2 separate regions of the Sus scrofa genome follow, and region 2 is linked to region 1. The links are chromatin contacts, called in public promoter capture Hi-C maps. All regions are on one chromosome and are shown on one strand. The core of a region is the stretch at or near the end of the contact, and the rest is flanking DNA. Distances in the headings are between cores, read along the strand shown. Region 1 holds the start of RRAGB (ras-related GTP-binding protein B). Region 2 holds the start of UBQLN2 (ubiquilin-2).

Region 1 (6,851 bases), core at 1,525-4,024:
AGAAAAGACAAAAAGACAAAAAAAAAAAAAACAGTCAATAATACCTGAGTGAAACCAGAATCTTTATCTCCAGAATGTATAGGAATACATTGTACCAACAGTTTTATTTATTATTCTCTGGGATCAACTCTTAATTTGGTTTAGTTCCACAATCTTTTTCAAATCCCTTTTTTCCACTACTTCTTTTCCTCTTCTTTCTCCTCTCTCTCTCTCTGGGCATCTCCCCACTTCTCCCCCTTTTCTTCTTCATTCCTTCTCCTTCCTTTTTTTTTTAATCTGTTCCTCACAGAACTTTGGGGAGATAGTGATAATGGTAAAGAAGTGTAAAGGCTGGAGGAGAAGGAAATGGAGACTAGCAACAGAAAGTGAATTTATATAAAAGACTGGTTTAAGGGAACAAATTGTCTGGTGAAGTCTGGTGGAGGGGGATGGAGAATATTTTGAAAGCATCAGTTACATAACAAGCACATATTATTTACTCTGAATGCTTTTGAGGGGTGAGATGACTGAAGATTTATTCTACTCACTCCAAACTCCTTTGAAGCTATCATTCTAGGAAAATCACTTAAGAGGCTATTGCAGTTTTCCAGGCCAGATATTATAACAGGTGGAATAAAAATAGCAGAAATAAGAATAAGGAAGTGCACAGAGATTGTAGAAATGGACTAATGAGAACTGAAGAATGTTCAGCACATAACTCTGTCCAAACCCCTGCACCAAGAGACTTGCTAGGCCCCTAGGATGACCCCAGTTCCCCATTGATCCCACACCTGACCCCTGTTAAAAAGCCTACCTGAGAAATTTCAACATCGCAAGGAGAATTTACTGTTTGTTCTGGCCTCATGATAGGCCCTTGATCTACTTTTCTCAGAGCATTTACACAAAAAAAGCTTACAGTCGTGAATATGTATCTCCTACAACTCAAAAATGTCTTCCTGAAAGCCATTCCTTTGAAACATTCACCAAGAAGAATAGGTGAGGGAGATTAAGCAGTACAAACTTCCAGTTGCAAATAATTGTGTCATGGGTATTACATGTACAGTGTGTGGAAGATAGTAAGTAACTATGTAATAATATCATATGTATATGATATATATGTGATGTATCATAATTGGACTTACCATGAGATCATTTTGAAATGCATAGAAATAGTTTTATAATAGGAACTAACGTAGTGTTGGAGGTCAATTATAATTAAAAACAACAAATTCATTCAAAAGGTCAATTATAATTAAAAACAACCAAATTCATTAAAAAGATCAAATTACCAGAGGCAGGGGGTGAAGGCAGTCAAAAGATACAAACTTTCAGTTAAAAGTACTAGGGATGTAATGTACAACATAAGAAATATAATCAAATAATTATGATTAAAATTATAATTACCACTGCTGTATGTTTACATGTAAATTAAGAGAGTTAATTTTAAGAATTCTCATGACAAAAAAATTGTCTTCTATTTCCTTAATTTGGTACCTATATGAGATGATAGAAAGATGTTCACAAAACTTGTGATAATTATTTCATGATTTATGTAAGTCAAATCATTAGGCTGTACACCTTAAACTTACCCAGGGCTGTGTGTCAATTACATCTGAATAAAACTGGAAGAAAAAAATAGTAAAATGACTTCCTGGTTCGAGACTCAGGGTCTTTCACCACACAGGGAACCTAAAACAAGAGCTGGTTTGACAGGAGGTAGTAGAGAGGAGGGAGGAGATTTAGCAAGTGATAGGGTCAGAATAGAATGAATTTTTCTTGAAGCATGTCCTTTGTGGTAAGAAAGGATCATATAACATGGCAAATAGGAAAGTCTGAGGTCAAGAGCACACCTTGTTTCTGCTCAGTTTCCCTCCCTTCCTTCTTTTCTTCCCTGTCTTTTCTTCTTTACTTCCATCTGTCCTTCCTTCTCGCCCTCCTCCCTCCAGTCCTTCTTTCTTTACAAGGAAAATATACCATATATATATATGTGTACACATACATATACACACACTGTATATAGTGTATATATACACAATATACTGTATATATACTATATATAAAATATTACATATATAGTTCAAAAGGGATTACGATGAAAAGCAATAGTCGGCTCACTTCCTAGATCCCCTGCTTCTCTCCAGAAGCAACCCCTTTGAACTACTCTGGCTGTTTTTTTCTTATAGTCTCTACATCTAAATAGGGTATTAATTTGCCTACCAGTGGTCCTTCAGTCATCACCTCTAGGCTTTGTCTATTGACTTCTTACCATGCTGTGTAATTTGTTTTCCTTTAAGTTTTAAACAAGTGGAAAGTGTAAGTCCTAAAATTCCTGATGAATCCCTGGTCCCAGCAATAATTTTTATTGTGCACTATGTGGAAGACACAGTTATAATCACTTCGGATGTATTAACTCATTTAATTACAAGTTCAGCTACAGGAAGAGGACTAATAATAAAAACAGGAAAACAAAGACAAAAAACAGGGAGAAAAGGCAATGTTGTGCCTTCCCCACTGAAAATCGTTAAGGGTGAAATAGTTGGGGGGGGGAAAGCTAGATTTGAAGCACTGAAATTGCAACCAGCTCCTTTAATTCTCCGCGTGGGAGGGCAGCGGGGCCAAGTGGACCACAACTACAGCCCCTTCAGGTTGGCAGCGCCCTGCGGTGCCACTGGCTTAGCAAGAGCCAGGGCCACGTGAGACAGGAGGCACTCTGTCTTTCTCCCCGCAGTCTCTATGGTACTCTTCCCAGTCTACCCGCCCCTAGGGAAGCGGCAAGTCACGTGACAGGCTCCGGGTTTACGGCAGGTGCCCACGTGATCCTGGCCTGCAGTGGGGTGGCTGTGGTGAGGTACCTGCACTCCTGAAGGGCGGGCGGTTAGGTCGTATCCGCCGCAGTCGCCGGCGGACTCTGCCGAGCGGCCAGGCTCAGGAACCACAAGCTGGCTGAAACATTCATCGCTTAGTGCTTTCAGCACGGGTCTGCTCTTTCTGCCACCTCCGCCTTTCTCGTCCCCACCTCTTTGCGGGTGAAGTCCCCTTTGGGTTTCGAGACCTTGAGGCCTGAGGCCCAAACTGGAGACGAACCCCCTTCCCCCGTCCCTCCTTCCCTCTCATCCTCCATCTCTTCCTTTGCACCACTGAATCACAGCCTTTGAGCCGGCCAGCTCTGAGGTGGCTTGAGGCCAAGTTCGGGGCGCTAAAGGTAACGGTGGGGATAGCAGCCCCCCAGTGGACAAGGCGGAGGCAAGAGTATAGGAGGCCTAAGGGCCGCCGGCGACGCTAATAGGCGGCCGAGGGGGTGAACAAGGGGAAAAAAGGAGAGTACTGCGGATTTAGAAGGGACTGGAAAGGACTTGTTGCACGATGGAAGAATCTGACTCTGAGAAAAAGATGGAGAAAGAGAATGTGGGGTCGAGAATGGATCCTCCCATAGGGGAACCGGAAGGATCGCTTGGGTGGGTGAAGGGTATTATGTCAAACCTGGAGGGGGGAGGGAGCGTTCTAACTAAAGAAAATACAGTGAATTAGAATGTTTCACCCGTGATAAATTGTTTTGACGCTTCGATTTACCAGTAAGGTTGCTTTTGGTGGTTGGATAAACTGGCAAGAGGACTGATTGCTAACTGGTCAGAAACAACACTTGGGACATGCCTGAATATCACTCTGGGGAGGGGAAGTTCAGAATTGCTTTGAATTATCAATAAAGAAGATTTGACATCATCATGTTGAGGATTAGACTAGGAATAGGGTTGGCATTTCATGGGCAGAGATCAGTTCCTTGGGAGTGCTTTTTGTGCCAATTTGTACAAATTTGAGATTTGTATTTTATATGCTTTGTGCCCTTGATGAGTGAAATATTGCTTGGAAGAACAGATGAAAGACTAAAGATTTTTTTTAAAATATACTGACTTTTTAAAAAGGTATTCAAATATGACAATATTGTTTGATTTATTACAGCATTTGTAATTATTCTTTGATAAATTTCTTAAGATGATGAAAAAATTAATCTTGAATTTTAGTGACATTTATATTTCTAAATCCATATTCCTAGTAGCTATCTCCTGAGCATGTAATTAGGGGAGACAAAGCATAAACCCAGTTTTATAATTTAGGAAAATCAGGGCCTCTACCTAACTGAGGTTCCCCACATAGCTATACTCAGCTGTTGTGCTATAAATGTCTCCTTTGCACCTCCACATTTTTTAGTATCTCTTTAATTCCTATTTCTAAGGCAACTGGATTATGGACTCTGTCTTTTGGTTTATATCTACAGATGGGTGCTACCAAACACAGCCATGAAGAAAAAGGTAAGATGCGTTAGGTACATCAGAAACATAAAGGTAAAGGTAAGAAATTACTGTTTAGCAAATATATTTGTGATGCATATTTGCCATCTTTCCTGACTATTGGAGGAACCTTCTACATGTTCTCCCTGAGTCTTGTTCCTTTCTTTGCTATCAGGTTTAATTTTTCTAATATATAAATCTGGGTCATTTACATCCTTAACTTTTTATAACTTCCTGAAGCCCATAGAATACAATCCAAGTGGCTTCATCTCATGGAATGCACTTTAAAAATCTATTCCTGGCTGAACCATCTGCCACACCTATGCATCTTATCATAGCCATGCAGAATCTGTTTTTCTCCAAGTTTACAAATTAATTTACATTTTGTGCAAGCCATATACACACACTACACAGACTTCTGCCTGCACATTTATGATAACCCCTACTCACATGTTACCACAATAAGGTTTTATATGAATTCCTCAAATGGAATTGAACACTCCGTCTCATGCACTCTTATGGTACTGTGCTCCACCTTGGAGTTTAGGAAGAATCGATAGGAGCACAGCTCTAGAGCAAATTCCTGAACATTTTGGGCTTTCAGTTTCTTCCTTTGTAAAATGGTAATGTTACCTACCTCATAGGATTGTTATGAAGTTTAAATGAGCAAATGTAGGTAGAGCACTTAGATTAGTACTTAATACAGTCAGCCTTGATAAGTTTTTCATAAGCTATTAAAGTAATATTTTTTAAATTAAAAAATAAAATCCCATTAAAAAGAATAAAATATTGCCACTTGCAGCAATATAGATAGCCCTGGAGAATATTATGCTTTGTGAAATAAGAGAAAGAAAAATACTATATGATGTCACTTACATGTGGAATCTAAAAAATAATACAACTGACTCTATATAGAAACTAGAAACAGACTCAGACATAAAAAAAACAAACATGGTTATGAAAGGGGAGAGGAAGAAGTCAGGGACTAATTAGGTGTATGAGATTAACAGAAACTACTATACACAAACTAGATAAGCAACAAAGATTTACTATGTGGCACAGTATATCTTGTAATAACCTCTAATGGAATATAATTTGTGAAGTAAAAATAACCTATAATAGAATATAATCTGCAAGAAAAAGTAGCACTATGCTGTATACCCGAAGCTAGCACAATATTGTAAATCAGCTATACTTCAATTAACAGACAAAATGTACTATATTTAGCCTTAACTTTGTCTAATACTTCAGTTATATAATTTCAGTTTGCTAAGGAAATGTTCTTGATGAGCCTGTCTAAAGTTTCTATCAATAGGGACAGCTAAAAATACCAGAAATTTGTGTGTGATTAGAAATAAAAATATTTTTTTCTTAAAACTTTAGACTAGCTCCTCAGGAATATTTCTTTAGTGAGATAGAATTTAAATAGCTAAATAGTTAGATTAAATTGAGCTTGAGGGCAGAACATTTTTATTAATACTCCCTATATTTGTAATTAGGACTTTTTATAAAATATCTTAGAATAGAAGATAGAACATACACCCCCTTATTTGAAAAGCAAGGTAATTGGAACTATATTTCATAAAATTTAAGTTAGAAAAGGCTCTTAAAAGTTACCTCACCCAATTCCCTCCTAGTACAAGAATCTACAGGATCTTTGATAGGTGTTTTTCTGTCTTGTTAAATGCTGTCATTGACAAGAATGAATACCTTCACCCTTTCCATTGGACAATTCTCAATGTTAAAAAATTGCTTTGTTTTGATAGTTTGCTCATTCATGTTAGGCACTGAAGACTCAAAGGGGATTCTCCCTGCCATTCAAGAGCTCAGAGTCTTGTGACAGACCAAAAACAAAAAAAAATTGGATAAGTATAAAGAATTGTGGTTTTTGCAGTGTCTTAAGAGTGCCATAGGAGGACATAAGTGAAACACACCAAAGCCAGCCTAGGGCATTGTGATCAGAGAAGGGTCTTGAGATGATTACTCAACCAAGTCTTGAAGAATAAGTGGAGCTTAGCTGAAGGAAGAAAAGGGAGTGGAAAGTTACTGGCAGAGAATGCAGCATGAAAGAAAGACTTTGGGCTCCTTGGATACCTTGAGCAATCAAAGGGGCTATAAGCAGTTCAGTACACTATGACTAGATTCTACAAGTTCCAGGCTAGGAGGCTCAGAAGATAAGGGGAGAGGAATAGATAAGCCAGATCAAGGAGGGTCTTGAACATAATTGAAATACTTGATCCTGTAGGCGGTAGGACACTTTTGAAAAGAAAAAAAAAAAAAAAAGAGTAATTAATGGACCAAAATTATGAAGGTAAGTAGAAGAGATGAGATCAAGGGCAGAGGTGGTGAGTTTGACCCTGAGCAGGAGGAAGAGCTATCAACTAATCTGAAATATCCTGCCAGGTAGTTCAGCACACAAAACATTAGATTATGAGAATTTCCTCTCAACTTGGTATTTCTCTAACATAGTTCTGAATGTATGATAGTATATATTAATAGCATAATAAATTCATTGTGATTCTATCACCAAGAAAAATGTGTGACTTATGACAGGTAAGTGTCTGGCCTTTGGAATTCTTGGTACCT
Region 2 (6,706 bases), core at 2,322-4,821, 660 kb after region 1:
TACATGTTCATTTAACTTCTAGAATTATAATTTTTAGTTGTAATTTAAAACATTAAAATTGGTATATTTTGGAATAAAATGCAAAAAAATGCATGATTAAAATATAAAGGAAGAGGACACAAAAAATGTGCTTTTGGTCAAACTTATTGAAATAGAGTAGGATATTGGTTACTAGGGGCCTGGGGGTAGTGATGGTGAAGGGAAATGGGAAGATGTTGGCCAAAGGGTATGAATTTCCAGTTCCAAGATGAATAAGTTCTGGGGATCTAATGTACAGCAAGGTGATTATAGTTAATAATGCTGTATTATATACTTGGAAGTTGCAAAGAAAGTAGGTCTTAAATGTTCTCACCACAAAAAGGAATTAAGTGACCTGATGAAGGTTTTAGCTAATGCTGCAGTAATAGTCATTTTTCAATATATAAGTATATCAAATCAATGAATTGTACATCTTAAATTTACACAGTGCTATGTCAATTATATCTCAATAAATCTTGGAGGGGGAGAAAACAATGGCCAAAATAGCACTAAATCTCTACCTACTAAACTCAAATTGTGGTCTACCTTTACCTGCAATGTAGAGACATTCTTTTTTTAAAGTCTTTCTGTTCCTCAGAAACTACCCTTTTATAGAGGAACTCAGGAAGATTGCTATTTATTCTTATTTCTGCTCTCTAATAAAGAGTTTACGGAAGAAAAAAAAATAATGTGCTTTTAGGAGAATTTAGGAAGAGGGTGAATGTGCATTTGCACTTGTGCTGTGTCTTTGGTAAGAGACTTGTAAGAGTCTGACTAAAACGGTTTTTTTTTTTTACTTGCTTCTTCAAAGAACTTAGATTTACTTAAATTTTATTTGTTGAGTCTAATTCATTAATGTTTGCTATTATCATCTTGTGGCCAACATCCTGCTTTCTTCTTTTCTGTTGTCCTCTTTATATGAATGCCTAATTAATTCATTTTCTCTCAATTGTTTGGTATTTAAGATTTTTGAGTGGATAAATCTGACTTTGAGTTCATTCATAGTACCCAGTAAATCAAATATCACTAAACTGAAGCTTGATGAGAATGCAGATTCCTGACCACCACTATTTTGGTAGGTTTGGAGTGGGGCCTAGAAATCTGTGTTCTTAGGAGTTCTGTCATGGCTCAGCTGAAACCAACCCAACTAGTATCGATAAGCGTTCTATCCCTGGCGTCGCTCAGTGGGTTAAGGATCCAGCATTGTGGTGAGCTGTGATGTAGGTCGTGGATGCATCTAGGAACCTGTGTTGCTGTGGCTGTGGCATAGGCTGGTAGCTGTAGCTCTGATTCCACCCCTAGCCTGGGACCTTCCATATACCATGGGTGTGGCCCTAAAAAGACAAAAAGAAGAGAGAAAAAAAGAAATCTGTATTTTTCATGAGATCCTCATCATAATTATTAATGTATATATTCTCATCATTTTTCTAAATTCACTCTTAAGAACTCTGATTTGTACTTTGTCCCAAAAGTGTTTGTTTTAATTTTCAAGTGGTTGAATTTTTCATTCACACTTTCGTTATTAATATATAGTTTTGTTCTATTGATGAAAAAAGATGATGATTTTTCATATTTTCTTAATCTTTTTTGGAGAAAATTAAGAATCTAAAAAAAAAAAGTGTTTTAACAAACACTCATATCCCTACCACTTAAAATTAACTATTGCTCTTTTGCCATACTTGCTTTTACTTATAAGACAAAATACATTTTTACAGGTTTAATTAAATTTCCTTTTAATTATTGTTCAATGTTCTATTTCATTTCCTCTTTTTCATGGGTGCAAGTTTGGTATGAACCATTCTGGTATATTTTCAATAGCTTCATGTACATATGAATACATCTATAAATGCCAGAGTGTTGTGCTAATTTTTTGAGATCTATATGTATAAATATATTTAGATGTAGCTCATTCCTTTGTATTCTATAACCACTTTAATCCTTACTATGTTAATCCATTTCTCTATTAATAGACATCACATACCTATGCTTTTCTTATCTTGAGATTTACTAAGCTATTTGTGACCTAATGCTGTTAAATGCTGGCTGGATAGTAGGCGGAAAAGTATTTTTTTGCATAACATAAATCAGAGTCAGAAATTTATACATAAACTTGAAATTATATGTTCTATCTGTCAAGTGACAGATCTTTGTATTTCTCTTACTTAATCTGTAATTAAATTAGATAAATATGTTAACAGCTGCCACTACTATTGTGTGCCTGCCAATTGCCATCTACAATTTTTTAGTAAAATAATTTCTCATCTTTTAAAACTGTAAATGCAAGGTATACTTACGGAGGCCATCAGAAAAAGTTAAATTTTATTTTAAAAAGATAGTTTATTCATAATTTGAGCACCAATAACCACCATTTTCATATTGGCCTACAGTGTTCTTGATTACTTTTATACATACAGTCTTCAAAGACAGTTTACACATGCAAACTGTTCTAAAGTAAAAATATACTTACTGTGTTTTTTGGTACTGAACCATACATGCTTGTATAATTTCTAACTGCATGGAAATATACAAAGCGAAAATACTCTGTAATTTCCTTGTAACTACTGTTTATTTCATATCTTCCTTTAAAGATACTTCATGTCATACAAATTAACCACCCATTTTTAAACATAGTGGATATTATTTTATTTTATGGTAATATCATAATATATCTGACCAATCCTGTGTAAAGAGACACTGATTATCCTTTTTAAATATTTATTTTAAATGCTGCAATGAGTGTAGATTTTATACATATGCATTTCTGCATTCCTATTTTGTTATTTTCATAGGTGAGGTCTCTAAATTAGACATTTCCAAACAGAGGTGGAACTATATAAAATGTTGATATATATATGTTAAAATCATCTTATGATTATAACAATTTACATTTCAATTGGCATAAGCGTGCATTTTCTCAGCTCTCTCAAAGATTTATTATTATTTTTCATCTTTGCCAGTAAAAGAAGAATTTCCTTGTTTTAATTTGAATGTCTTTCATTACTAGTGAGCTTAATCATCTTTTTATATGCCCATTTGCCATTTGTACTTCTTTTGTAAAATGCAGGATCCTGCCCAGCCCTCTTCTCTTCACCCTAGGGTGAGAGGTGGGTTGGGGTGGGTGTTAATCTTTTCCTTTTTGCTTTGTCAGAGTTCTTTATTTTTAATCTTTTACTTGGGTTGGGTTCGATTCAGGCTTTCATTCTTTCACTTCACTCTAACGGAACATCTATATATCTATGTATAGATATATATGTATATCTTACGAAATACATGTATATTTTCTCCATTAGTCTTTATTTCCCTTTATAGAAACTGGCTCCCGTCCCCCTTCCGTATTTTTTTCTCTTGTCTTCTCTAGTCTCTTTGTTTCTTTCTCCTGTTTTCCTCTCTCTTTGTTTCTCACTCTCTTTCTCTCCCTCATTTTTTTTTTTTTCCAGAACAGAAGTTTTTAATTTTGACCGAGTCGAATCTATCATTCTGCGCCTGGCGCCGCGTCAGCAGACGGGGGCAGGGAGGCGAGAGCCGAACTGGGGGGAGGGGAAGGGGCGGGGAGGAGCGGGCGGAGCGGCTGCGGGAGCTGCTGGGAGAGCGCGGGGTGGGGGTGGGATCACACGGCGGCGGCGGCGGAGGCAGCGGCAGCGGCAGTGGCGGCGGAGGCCCAGAGACCTGAACGCCGAAACCTCGGTCCGTGGCCTACACGGAGCCCTCTCTCCATCTGAGGACCAGGGAACCGCAGTCTTCAACACAGAGGTACCGTGCTCCGCTCTCCCGCCCGGCCCGGCTCAGCCTGCTGCGGCGGTGCCTCCTTCCTTCCTTCTTCCCTCGCTCTCTTTCTCGCCCGCCCGCGCCTTCCCTGTCTGCCTGCGTCACCGCGGCCGCCATGGCTGAGAACGGCGAGAGCAGCGGCCCCCCGCGCCCCTCCCGCGGCTCTGCTGCGGCGCAAGGCCCGGCCTCTGCCCCGGCGGAGCCTAAAATCATCAAAGTCACTGTGAAGACCCCCAAAGAGAAAGAGGAGTTCGCAGTGCCCGAGAACAGCTCAGTCCAACAGTTTAAAGAAGCGATTTCGAAACGCTTCAAATCCCAAACCGATCAGCTAGTGCTGATTTTTGCCGGAAAAATCTTAAAAGATCAAGATACCTTGATCCAGCATGGCATCCATGATGGACTGACTGTTCACCTTGTCATCAAAAGCCAGAACCGACCTCAGGGTCAGTCCACACAGCCCAATAGTGCCGCGGGAACTAATACTACCACCGCGTCGACTCCCAGGAGTAACTCCACACCTATTTCCACAAATAGCAACCCGTTTGGTTTGGGGAGCCTGGGAGGACTTGCAGGCCTTAGCAGCTTGGGCTTAAGCTCGACCAACTTCTCTGAGCTCCAGAACCAGATGCAGCAGCAGCTCCTGTCCAGCCCTGAGATGATGATCCAAATCATGGAAAATCCCTTTGTTCAGAGCATGCTTTCAAATCCTGATCTGATGAGGCAGCTCATTATGGCCAATCCACAGATGCAACAATTAATTCAAAGAAACCCAGAAATAAGTCACCTGCTTAACAACCCAGATATAATGAGGCAGACCCTCGAAATCGCCAGGAATCCAGCTATGATGCAAGAGATGATGAGAAATCAAGACCTGGCTCTCAGCAATCTCGAAAGCATCCCAGGTGGCTACAATGCTTTACGGCGCATGTATACTGACATTCAAGAACCCATGCTGAATGCCGCACAGGAGCAGTTTGGGGGTAATCCGTTTGCCTCGGTGGGGAACAGTTCCTCTTCTGGGGAAGGTACGCAGCCTTCTCGCACAGAAAATCGAGATCCACTACCCAATCCATGGGCACCGCCACCGGCTACCCAGAGTTCTGCGACCACTAGCACAACAACTAGCAGTGGCAGTGGATCTGGCAGTAGCTCCAGCAGTGCTACGGGGAACACAGTTGCTGCAGCCAATTATGTCGCTAGCATCTTTAGCACCCCAGGAATGCAGAGCTTGCTGCAACAGATAACCGAAAACCCCCAGCTGATCCAGAATATGCTGTCTGCGCCCTATATGAGAAGCATGATGCAGTCGCTTAGCCAGAATCCAGATTTGGCTGCACAGATGATGCTGAATAGCCCTGTGTTTACTGCAAATCCTCAGCTGCAGGAGCAGATGCGTCCACAGCTCCCTGCTTTCCTGCAGCAGATGCAGAATCCAGACACACTGTCAGCCATGTCAAACCCAAGAGCAATGCAGGCTTTAATGCAGATCCAGCAGGGGCTACAGACATTAGCTACTGAAGCTCCTGGCCTAATTCCAAGCTTCACTCCAGGGGTGGGGGTAGGGGTGCTGGGAACAGCTATAGGCCCTGTAGGCCCAGTCACACCCATAGGCCCCATTGGCCCCATAGTCCCATTTACCCCCATAGGCCCCATTGGGCCCATAGGACCCACTGGCCCTGCAGGTCCCCCTGGTTCCACTGGCTCTGGAACCCCCCCTGGGCCCACCGTGTCTAGCTCTGCACCCAGTGACACGACGAGCCCAACATCGGAATCTGGACCCAACCAGCAGTTCATTCAGCAAATGGTGCAGGCTCTCGCTGGAGCAAATCCTCCGCAGCTGCCGAATCCAGAAGTCAGATTTCAGCAACAACTGGAACAGCTCAACGCAATGGGGTTCTTAAACCGGGAAGCAAACTTGCAGGCTCTAATAGCAACAGGAGGCGACATCAACGCAGCCATTGAAAGGCTGCTGGGCTCCCAGCCATCGTAATTATACTTCTGTACCTTGAAAAAATGTATCTTATTTTTGATAATGGCTCTTAAATCTTTAAACACACAGAATTGTGCTTTACTTTCATTTTGATTCCTTTAAATCTGTCTAGTTATAAATCTAATATGCATTTTAAGGTGGAGTCTTTTCCTCCCTCTTTGTTTCCTTCCTCCCTTCCTCCTTCTCTCTTCCCTCCCTTCTTGCCTTCCTTCTCTGTTTTGAATGGTGGGAATCAATGCTGTTTCACTCAAAGGTGTTGCATGCAAACACTTCTTTATTCTGCATTTATTGTGATTTTTGAGAACTGGTATCAACCTTTACGGTTGGGTGAACAAGTTTTGTCCTACAGATGTCCAATTTATTTGCATTTTAAACATTAGACTATGATAGTAATTTAATGTAGACTGAAAATATTAAAAGCAGAAACAAATTATTTGAAACTCTAATTTGTGGTACAATATTGCTTATTGTGACTTTGGCATGTATTTTTGCTAGCAAAATGCTGTAAGATTTATACCATTCTTTGATCTTTTTTGCTATATTTATATGCAGTACAGTAAGCACAATTGGAACTGTATACCTAGAAATGTTACAACAGAATCTCTGAGCAGAATATATATAACCAAAATGAGAGAGACTATAAGAAATATTTCTGGAGCTTGATGTATTTCACAATTTTGTAGAATCTTACAGCATCTTTGATAAACTTCTCAGTGAAAATGTTGGCTAGGCAAGTTCAGTTAAAATATAGTAGAAATGTTTATCCTGGTATCTCTTAAGTATACATTTAATTGTACAGAAAACTTACAGTGTGGCATTGTGTCAACATTTGCAAATTGATTGTATATGATCTTAATCTTAGTGCAGCCTGAAGGATCAGTATAGTAATGCCAGGAAAGTGCTTTTTTACCTGAGAATTCCTTCTCAGCTTCT

Evidence for each region. Promoter capture Hi-C pulls out the DNA fragments that hold promoters and counts their contacts.
Region 2: a contact with region 1 is called in a promoter capture Hi-C map of liver, with 8 times the contacts expected there. The contact joins the promoter of UBQLN2 here to the promoter of RRAGB in region 1. A contact is called at or near these places in 1 of 5 promoter capture datasets (liver) and 1 of 47 Hi-C or Micro-C datasets (heart right ventricle).

What each region holds. Positions count from the first base shown.
Region 1 is chrX:48,283,810-48,290,660 of Sscrofa11.1, forward strand. It overlaps RRAGB (ras-related GTP-binding protein B), which reads left to right and starts at 2,775. Exons shown (of 11, transcript XM_021079809.1): 1 at 2,775-2,822; 2 at 4,253-4,286. The coding sequence starts at 4,275.
Region 2 is chrX:48,944,491-48,951,196 of Sscrofa11.1, forward strand. It overlaps UBQLN2 (ubiquilin-2), which reads left to right and starts at 3,572. Exons shown (of 1, transcript XM_021079831.1): 1 at 3,572-6,706. The coding sequence starts at 3,899. The coding sequence ends at 5,773.